Linked DNA regions of Mus musculus: region 1 is linked to region 2. A link is a contact called in public Hi-C data. All regions are on one chromosome and are shown on one strand. The core of a region is the stretch at or near the end of the contact, and the rest is flanking DNA. Distances in the headings are between cores, read along the strand shown.

What was found. A called contact is a pair of places that touch in the nucleus more often than the background predicts.
Region 1: a Hi-C map of Th1 cells shows a contact between it and region 2, with 4 times the contacts expected there. The contact joins two enhancer-like sites. A contact is called at or near these places in 3 of 484 Hi-C or Micro-C datasets (the C2C12 cell line, Th1 cells and nephron progenitors) and 1 of 115 datasets of contacts at active chromatin or transcription factors (Th17 cells).

Annotation. Positions count from the first base shown.
Region 1 is chr15:94,211,669-94,216,392 of GRCm38.p6, reverse strand. No RefSeq gene overlaps it. Among named protein-coding and RNA genes, the nearest start is that of D630010B17Rik, 33 kb to the left of the region's middle. Within about 2 kb of position 1,737, at least 45 of the 459 cell types and tissues checked have an H3K27ac peak or open chromatin away from gene starts, as enhancers often do. A contact at or near this core is called in Th1 cells and Th17 cells, where this site is marked.
Region 2 is chr15:94,088,137-94,092,753 of GRCm38.p6, reverse strand. All of the region lies in intron 2 of Gm30665 (a long non-coding RNA gene), which reads left to right. Among named protein-coding and RNA genes, the nearest start is that of Gm30665, 18 kb to the left of the region's middle. Within about 2 kb of position 2,708, at least 22 of the 459 cell types and tissues checked have an H3K27ac peak or open chromatin away from gene starts, as enhancers often do. A contact at or near this core is called in Th1 cells and Th17 cells, where this site is marked.

The sequences.
Region 1 (4,724 bases), core at 488-2,987, 120 kb before region 2:
CCCTGGGCTGGTAGTCTTGGGCTCTATAAGAAAGCAAACTGAGAAAGCCAGGGGAAGCAAGCCAGTAAGAAACATCCCTCCATGGCCTCTGCATCAGCTCCTGCTTCCTGACCTGCTTGAGTCCCAGTCCTGACTTCCTTTGGTGATGAACAGCAGTGTGGAAAGTGTAAGCTGAATAAACCCTTTCCTCCCCAAATTGCTTCTTGGCCATGATGTCTGTGCAGGAATAGAAACCCTGACTAAGACAGATGGGCTAACCCATAAAAGCAAAGCCCACGTCTCAGTAAGCACAGTGACAAGGCAGTTGCTCATTGGCTGACTCCAACTGTCAATCTCCAGATCTCATCCCTCATAGGCGAATCAATGGAGGTGACTTTAATTCCATCTGATTTACATTGTCAGATAGACAATACCTTGATGAGAGTTCTCGAGGGGAAAAACAAAACAAAACAAAAAGGAAAAATACCTTACTCTATAAAGCAATGATACTAAGCCAGACCTATCCAGGAAATAGCAGCCTGCAAAATATATTGATCTACTGTGCGGATAAAACGGAGCTGCACTCGGATTCATTTCTTTAGTTGTTAATAAATCCGCATCTGCCAAATATTTTCAATTTGTAACTCATTCCAATAGATTACCCAAATTAAAAAAAATCAGAAAGATTCTATATTTTCCCCTATTGGCCCCTATCACTTGCTTTCTCCCTTTTTAAAAGATACTTCTGTTTGTATCTTGATGATCCTTCTATAGATCTTCAGAAAACTCTTAATGAGCTGTAATTATGTTCTCAATTAGTCCATCAATAAGGACAAAAAAATAGATTGGCAAGCTACCTTTCTACTAAAAGCTGATAATTACCAACAAAGTGGGGCATTAATTAAAATTATGTCTAGAGCTCTCCTCATATTCAATTCATTAGTTTTAAAACTATGCATGTAGTTGACCTTACTCATCTACTGCTGTACACCTGGCACCTAGGATCATCAGGTCTTAGTAAGTACTGGCAGAATGGATAGATACCTTGATGATAAGTCAACCTACTTAAGACGCTGTTTTACGCCTCATCACTCTATAGGTAAGTGCCCTTTCCTATAAGAAACGCATGTGTGAGCCAGGCAGTGGTGGTGCACGCCTTTAATCCCAGCACTTGGGAGGTGGAGGCAGTCGGATTTCTGAGTTTGAGGCCAGCCTGGTCTACAGAGTGATATCCAGGACAGCCAGGGCTACACAAAGAAACCCTTTGGAGAAAAAAATATGCAAATAGATAAATAATAAAACAACCACTAAAAAAGATAGCTAAGGATGATGCTGTTTGGAACATACACACACATACACACACATACACACGCACACAGAGAGAGAGAGAGAATGAGAGAGGGGGAACAACTCATGAAGCAACATTGTTGAAGATCAGAGCTTTGAAGAGCAGATATGAGTTTGGGAGGTGAGAACAGTTAGGACAGGACAAGCCTACCACTCAATTCCTTGATCTGTGTTCAAACTCAACTTCCAGCCAGTAAATCTGGATATGTGATCTAGGTGATGCTCACTACTCTGGGTAAAGGGAAGATGACAATAGCTTCTGTCACACAGGAGAGCTGTGGGATTCACAATAGCCATAGGGAGACCCCCGTGGTAGTGAGTGATCCAGTTCTTACGCAGCTACACAGAGCTTCAGAGTGATCCGTTATTCAGATGGTGGCAGCAGCGGCGGCAGCAGCGGCAGCATATCTCAGAAGGAAATGAGCACCAGATGTTCTGTGCACACGTGACCTTAGACTCTGCAAACAGCTACAGCCACCTATGGAGAAGCTCACTATGTCCTGTGTGGGCGACTCTGATCCTCAGAGGTTACTTCTGTCTTGGGATAGATCTCAAACCATGGGGAGTGGTTGTAGGACTAAGATTTGTCAGTGAGCAGCGCTTGACAGGAGCATAAAACACTGCTAGAGTGTGGGGTGTATGTGTCAGGGGGAGCTGAGCAAGGAGTAATCTTAGATTTAAAAACTTGTGCTGTCTTTCCCCCAAATCCCTCTAATAAATACAACTTCCCTTCATGCTTTAAGGAAACATCTTTCATAGAAGGTGAAGGATTTATTGGTATAACTGCCTCATCTGAGATTCCAGGAAACATGAACACAGTGTGGTTGCTTTTTCACTTTAAACTTCTGGGAAAGCCAATCAAAACCACAGCATAGTATCCCTTGTGCCTCTCTTGGAACGTGGCAGGGACTCTGGTCTCCACTAGTACATTCTGTCTGACCTGACCAGGAAATCTCTACACCAGGTTGGTCTTTCCTAGCTAACACAAAGACCTAGATACATTTTGTTTGTTTCAATGGCTTCCCAAGGGAGATGGGGCAACAAAAACTCCCTTCAGCAGGTGTGGCACAGTTTGTGCAATCCTGTATTGACAACAACAATAGCTACCAACATCATATTTCCGTTGCTTTTATTTCAGTGATTTTAAAAGTGAAAAGTCAACATGTTATTATTTATAGATACATATCAGAGGGATTGCTATCTCCCTAACAGTGCAAATATTTCAGTGACTTTGAAAATGAAACGCATTCTAACTCCTAGGTCTATTCAGACTCAGTGTATCTACCTCTTGAGACTCAGCCCTCCTTGCATTGTGGTTTTCTTGCAATAAATCTCCCTTTTCTTATTAAAATCTAAGGTGTATTTATTATTAGAGATGCCTCTATCAGTTCCTTGTCACTAAAGAGGACCTTTCCTTTTCAGCTGTATTACTCTGTGGTGGACAAGAGAGGGCACTCTTGTATTTCATGTGAAATCGAGAACATGATTTTTTTTTCCCCAACTGTTTAAGGATTGACTAGAGAGAAGTGAGGTTTTTAAATGGGCTGGAAAAAAAAATGTAAAACATAAAACATCGACACAAATGTATCGCTTTTACAAATAAGTCAAACATAAGAGAATTTTTGGAAGATTACCCTATAAATCGCTTTAAAGAGATTTTGACAAACAAATGCAAATAAGAAGAGACATAAAAATCCTTTTCTACTAAGCTTGACTTAATTCAATCTGAAATAAGTAACCATTAGAAATAATGCAGTTTAAGAACGATGAGAAAGGCTTTCTTACATTCCAAATTTCACAGAAGCTAGGGTTTTTACTTGAAAAGAGTGCTCTCCCCTGATCTACAATGGAATCAAAATCATCCAATTTAAAGTAGAAAACAATGGAATGATATCTCCCCAGCTCCAAGGAGGAGGATTTTTATCATTCTAAAACACAGCCTGGCTGCCCCTGATTATATCCCTTTGGGTTGAGTTGTGCGGGAACTGATGCTAGAACCCATAAAACAGAGCCATCAGAACCTACCAAGTATTTATTCTGTTGGCCCTTTGCTCCCAGGACCACTGGATCCCGTAATCCTCCAGAGGATCCTAAGCTTTGCAGTTGAATGGATTCGTATGGATTATTTTCTCCAGCAGCTGCTGCTAATAGTCAAACCCCAGGGAAAGATCCAGAAAGAGCTCCGTAGTGGACCTCAGAGGGAGCCGTGTCTGGGAACAGCACCCTTATCAAAGACCAAAATGTCAGTCATTCAAAATAAGTACTTATTTATCTAAAATTCTAAATGCTATTAGCACTCTGTTGAGGGTAAGACTCATAACAGACTAAATCAACAGTGACATATATGTTAATACGTCTATTATTTTTATTCTTAAAGAATTCAAGTTTTTAAGTTATGGTAATAAGGAGTCAGGAGTAAAAATTACTTTGTTCTGCATTAAATTCGACTTCTATTGGCTTACCATGAACTGTTTCAGTGACTAAAATGTGTTATGTGGCATTTTCTATCTCCTGATTAAAAATTATTGCTAAATTTTGTTCTTTAAGACTTATGTTCTTAAGAGGAAAAGTATTCTCTAGGGCTGGAGAGATGGCTCAGAGTTGATAGTACCCAGTACTCTTACAGAGGGCCTGGGTTTGGATCTCAACACACACATAGTGGCTCACAGCCATCTGTAAACTCAGTTCCAGGGGGATCTGGCACACATGCACGTAAAATGAAAATATATATATATATATTCAACTACTCTATGCAAAATTATTCATTATTGTTTTGAATATATGTAACACAAAAGTGTTCTCATATTGTTCAATTGTCAGCCTCCCTTTACACTGACAGTTTATTTTGATTGTCAACTTGATGGGCTCTAGAGTTATCGTGGAAACATATCTCAGCATTTCTATGGTAAGTGATGTAGATTGCCTCAGCTAAAATGGAAAACCTAGTGTGAATGGTATTATTATATAGGCTGGGGTTCCAGGTTGAATAAAAAAGAAAAAGCAAGCTGAATGCAAACATTCATCACTGTTGGCTTTGTAACTGTGAATTCAATGTGACCAAACCAGCCACTTCCTGTTTTTCCTGCCATGCTTGCATTGCCTGTATGGACTGCCTCCCTCTGAAACTGTAAGAAAAATAAGGTTTTGGGTTTTGTTTGTGTCTGTTTTTTAATCGGGTTTATCTATCTATCTATCTATCTATCTATCTATCTATCTATCTATCTATCTTTGTCACAGCTTTGAGTAAGTAACTAATATAGAAGATTTAATACCAGAAGTGGGGTTATTGATGTGAGACCTTTATTTAGTGGTTGTAGACCCATGAAATGGGTCTTCAGGAGGTATATAGAAGATCTTTGAATTTTGCTCTGGAAAAGCCTTCAAATGCTGTGAGGAGA
Region 2 (4,617 bases), core at 1,459-3,958:
CAGAAACATGAGCATAGTTAAGGCCTTCACATAAGACTTGGAGCCTAGAAACTTCTAGGGTGAAAAGATACAACTCAAGATTTAGAGAGCTGGAGCTCTCTGAAGAAAGAAATGAATAGAAAAGAAAATAGTTCTAAATACTGATAATGTGCTTACATTAAATTATAAAGCAGCAGGGTTGAACGGAGCAAGCGAGGGTCCTAAAATTCAACTCCCAACAACCACATGAAGGCTCACAACCATCTGTGCTGGCATACATAAAATAAATAAGTAAATCTAAAAATAAAATAAAAAAAATTTTTAAAAAATTACAAAGCATATAATGTAGAGGAAAACATCAGCAGGGAGCAAAGAAAAAAACCAAGAGTGGGGAAAGTATCTGTGAATTATACATGGGGCAGGGAATTAATATGAATACCTACCAAAATGAAACACTGAAAATCTCATCCAATTAATAGGACTAGGGAACTAAGTAGACATCTTGCAAAAAAAAAATGTATGTAGCCAATAAATACATAATCTACCACTTGTGGATGTTATCTGCAGTACACTGGAGTTGACATGACACAGAGATGCTTGCTTTTGCTGTCCTAAGACATGGAATCAGCTTAGACCCCCCATCAGCAGAGGGGCTGTTAAAGAACGTCTGGCATAGATACACAATGGAATTTTATCCAGCCACAAAAGAAGACATTTCCTAGACAATTGAGGCAACTGGAGATTTATGTTAAGTGACATAAAGGTAAAACACCATATATTTTCTCTGAAGGGCAGACTAGGTTTAAGTTGAGAGATAGATGGATAGACAGACAAACAAGGAATAGAAACGTGGTGCAGGAGAGATGGCTCAGCACTATCAGATATATCTTACATTATAAAGTCAATGAAAAAGCAGACACTATTACATGTCACACACATCTTTGCTCTTGAGTCCAATCCCATGCCTACATGTCTTCCATGTAGCCTGACTGGAGCTGTTGATTGAAAACAGTCTTCCTACTAGGAGAAAAAAAAATTAATTTAGTCATGGTTCTACTCTATCACTTCTTTCCTATTTTTCTTTCATCTAGTAGTTTTTTCATACAATATGTTCTGGTTGTTCTCCTCCTCAACTGTTCTGAGATACGCACACACAAACACACACCACACACACACATACACACACACACACCTCCCAAATCCCCATCCTTTCTGTTTCTCTTAGAAACAGACATCTAAGGGATAATAATGAGATAAAATGAGATTTAAAAAAAAAAAACAGAATAGGACAAAAAAAAAAAAAAAAACAAACACAAGAAAAAGATCCAAGGGGGAAATAGCCATATAAACCACAAAGAGACAAAGACACATGTTTGTTCACAGAAAAACCCATAACAGCACACAGCTAGAAGCCATAATACATGCAAAGGTCCTGTGAGACTTTATTAAAATGCTATGACAAAACATGACGCTGCCGCTGAGTGTTTTGTGTTGGCCACTGATGGGCATGGGTGGTTAAACCTTAACAGTGCTTTGTGTCTCTAGTGAGAATCCTTTAAAAGAAACTAATTTTTCAGTTGTGAGTGATTATCGATTGGATATAGAGTCTGGGTTAGGGAGGGGCCTGCATTTACCTTTCCCTTTCAGTTGTAGGACCCACGCAGGTCCTGTGCATGCTGCCACAGTCTCTGTGAGGTCACACATGGAACTGTCTTGCCATGTTTAGAGGGCCTACTTTCCTTAACGTTCTCCAACCCCTCTGGTTCTTACATGCTTTTAGCCTTCTAGTCTGCAGGGTTCCCTGAGCCCTGAAGGGAGGGTTCAGATGGAAACATCCCATTTGGGACTGAGTGTTCCAAGGACTCTCACTCACTGCACATTGTGTGGCTGTGGGTCTCCGTCTTTGTTTTTTTTTTTATCTACTGCAGGAGGAAGCTTCTCTGATGATGATAACCGAGCAAGGCCCTGATCTATGAGTATAGCAAGAAGGTCAGTAAAGCACAAAATGTTCTCTCCTTGCCGTTTGTTTCCTACCTTGCAAACATCTTTACCTCAGATAGGCACGCTGGAAATGTCACCAAGTTCTCTGAAATTAATCATGTCTTCACATTTGAAGAAGACAAACCAATGCTTGACTGAGTCACAGTTGACATTCGGGACTTCAAAAACATCCTCCAGTAAATATTAAATTTCTGGAAACAAAATGAACTTAAAAACTTAACTTTGGTGGAAACAGGTTCCTTGTAGTGAGGAATAGTTCCTGGAAGAACTCCTTTGAGGTAGGCTTCCTGTCCACCACAGTTGCAGAATTATTCGACTTTTCCTTGACCAAGATTTTGTTGGAGTCAGATAATGTGTCAAAAATTGAAGGCCTCTTGAGGCAGAGCAGTATGAAGGCACACACACACACACACACACACACACACACACACACACACACACACACACTTCTGACTGAATTGCTCTGCTTGGCTTCATGCTAACTTTGGCAATATGTTCTAATTTTCTGGCTCATTCTCTGGATCATTCTGTCTTCACCTGTGTCTAGCTTGTTCTCTCTAGCACCTGTCTTTGTAAAACTGTCCCACTAAGACTGCCATACTACCACACACCTGTTGTGGGAAATATTAAAAACAAACCGGCATGTTTCTGCTGGCAACTCTCTGCTCCAGCACCTGGCCAGCTATGCACTGTCAGGCAAAAGCCATCCTGTTTTTATCTTGTGGAGACTCTGACTCAGAACTCCACGTCTCTCCACCCAGCTCACTAGGTTCCCACTGACGGGTCGTTACCATGCCAACCCCGTGCTTCAAATCCCCCATGGCCTTTGTGGTGCACATCTGGCAAACCCACGCTTTGCTGCTATACCTTTCTCTCTTGAACCCAGATGAGCCACCTTGTGTAGGAAAACACAACACAAACCTAATTCAGAAACAGTGATAACTCAATCTCTGGGTGCAGCAACTAAAACCTAATCTTGTAAGCCTTATTAAAATCTGATTCCTCCTGTGGCAAATCCTTGCTGATCTGCCATGATACTGAGAAACTCTAGCAGCTACATCTTACCCCTCTGCTGTTCCATTCCAAAAAGGGCCTAACTCCCTCCTGTGTCCTCTCTTCCTCCCTCCAACCCAGAAGTCCCGCCCATTCACCCAGTGATTGGCTCCTTTATTCATTAGGTGATTGGTTCACAAGAACAGCCAGGCCCATCCACAACATAAACCCACATCCACACACCCACATCCACACACTCACATTCACACACTCACATCCACACACTCACATTCACACACTCACATTCACACACTCACATTCACACACTCACATTCACACACTCACATTCACACACTCACATCCACACACTCACATTCACACACTCACATTCACACACTCACATTCACACACTCACATCCACACACTCACATTCACACACTCACATTCACACACCCACATCCACACACTCACATTCACACACTCACATCCACACACTCACATTCACACACTCACATTCACACACTCACATTCACACACTCACATCCACACACTCACATTCACACACTCACATTCACACACCCACATCCACACACTCACATTCACACACTCACATTCACACACCCACATCCACACACTCACATTCACACACCCACATCCACACACTCACATTCACACACTCACATTCACACACCCACATCCACACACTCACATTCACACACTCACATCCACACACCCACATCCACACACTCACATTCACACACCCACATCCACACACTCACATCCACACACTCACATCCACACACTCACATTCACACACTCACATTCACACACCCACATCCACACACTCACATTCACACACTCACATTCACACACCCACATCCACACACTCACATTCACACACTCACATTCACACACCCACATCCACACACTCACATTCACACACTCACATTCACACACCCACATCCACACACTCACATTCACACACTCACATTCACACACCCACATCCACACACTCACATTCACACACCCACATCCACACACTCACATTCACACACTCACATTCACACACCCACATCCACACACTCACATCCACACACTCACATTCACACACTCACATTCACACACTCACATTCACACACCCACATCCACACACTCACATTCACACACCCACATCCACACACTCACATTCACACACTCACATTCACACACCCACATCCACACACTCACATCCACACACTCACATCCACACACCCACATCCACACACTCACATCCACACACTCACATCCACACACCCACATCCACACACTCACATTCACATACCCACACATGCACTCTCCCTGTACTGCTCTTAAGTAGCCTCTCCTGTGCTGTTCTTGTGTGAGTTGGACAAATCCTATCTCTGACTCATTTTGTCAAATCTTTCTCTTCTTCTTCACTTTGTCTACCCCTCAATTAGATATCACTTTCAAACATGTCTGCTTCCTTCTACAAACTAACCTTAAACTTCATTGTTAGGGATTAAAAGCATGTATTAAGGACATGTCTGTATTCTTGCCAGATCATACTATAGTACAGGGTGTGTCTACATTCTGGCTGGGTCATATAGACTTAGTTCTTTGCCAGAGCAGTCATGTTGCTGGATT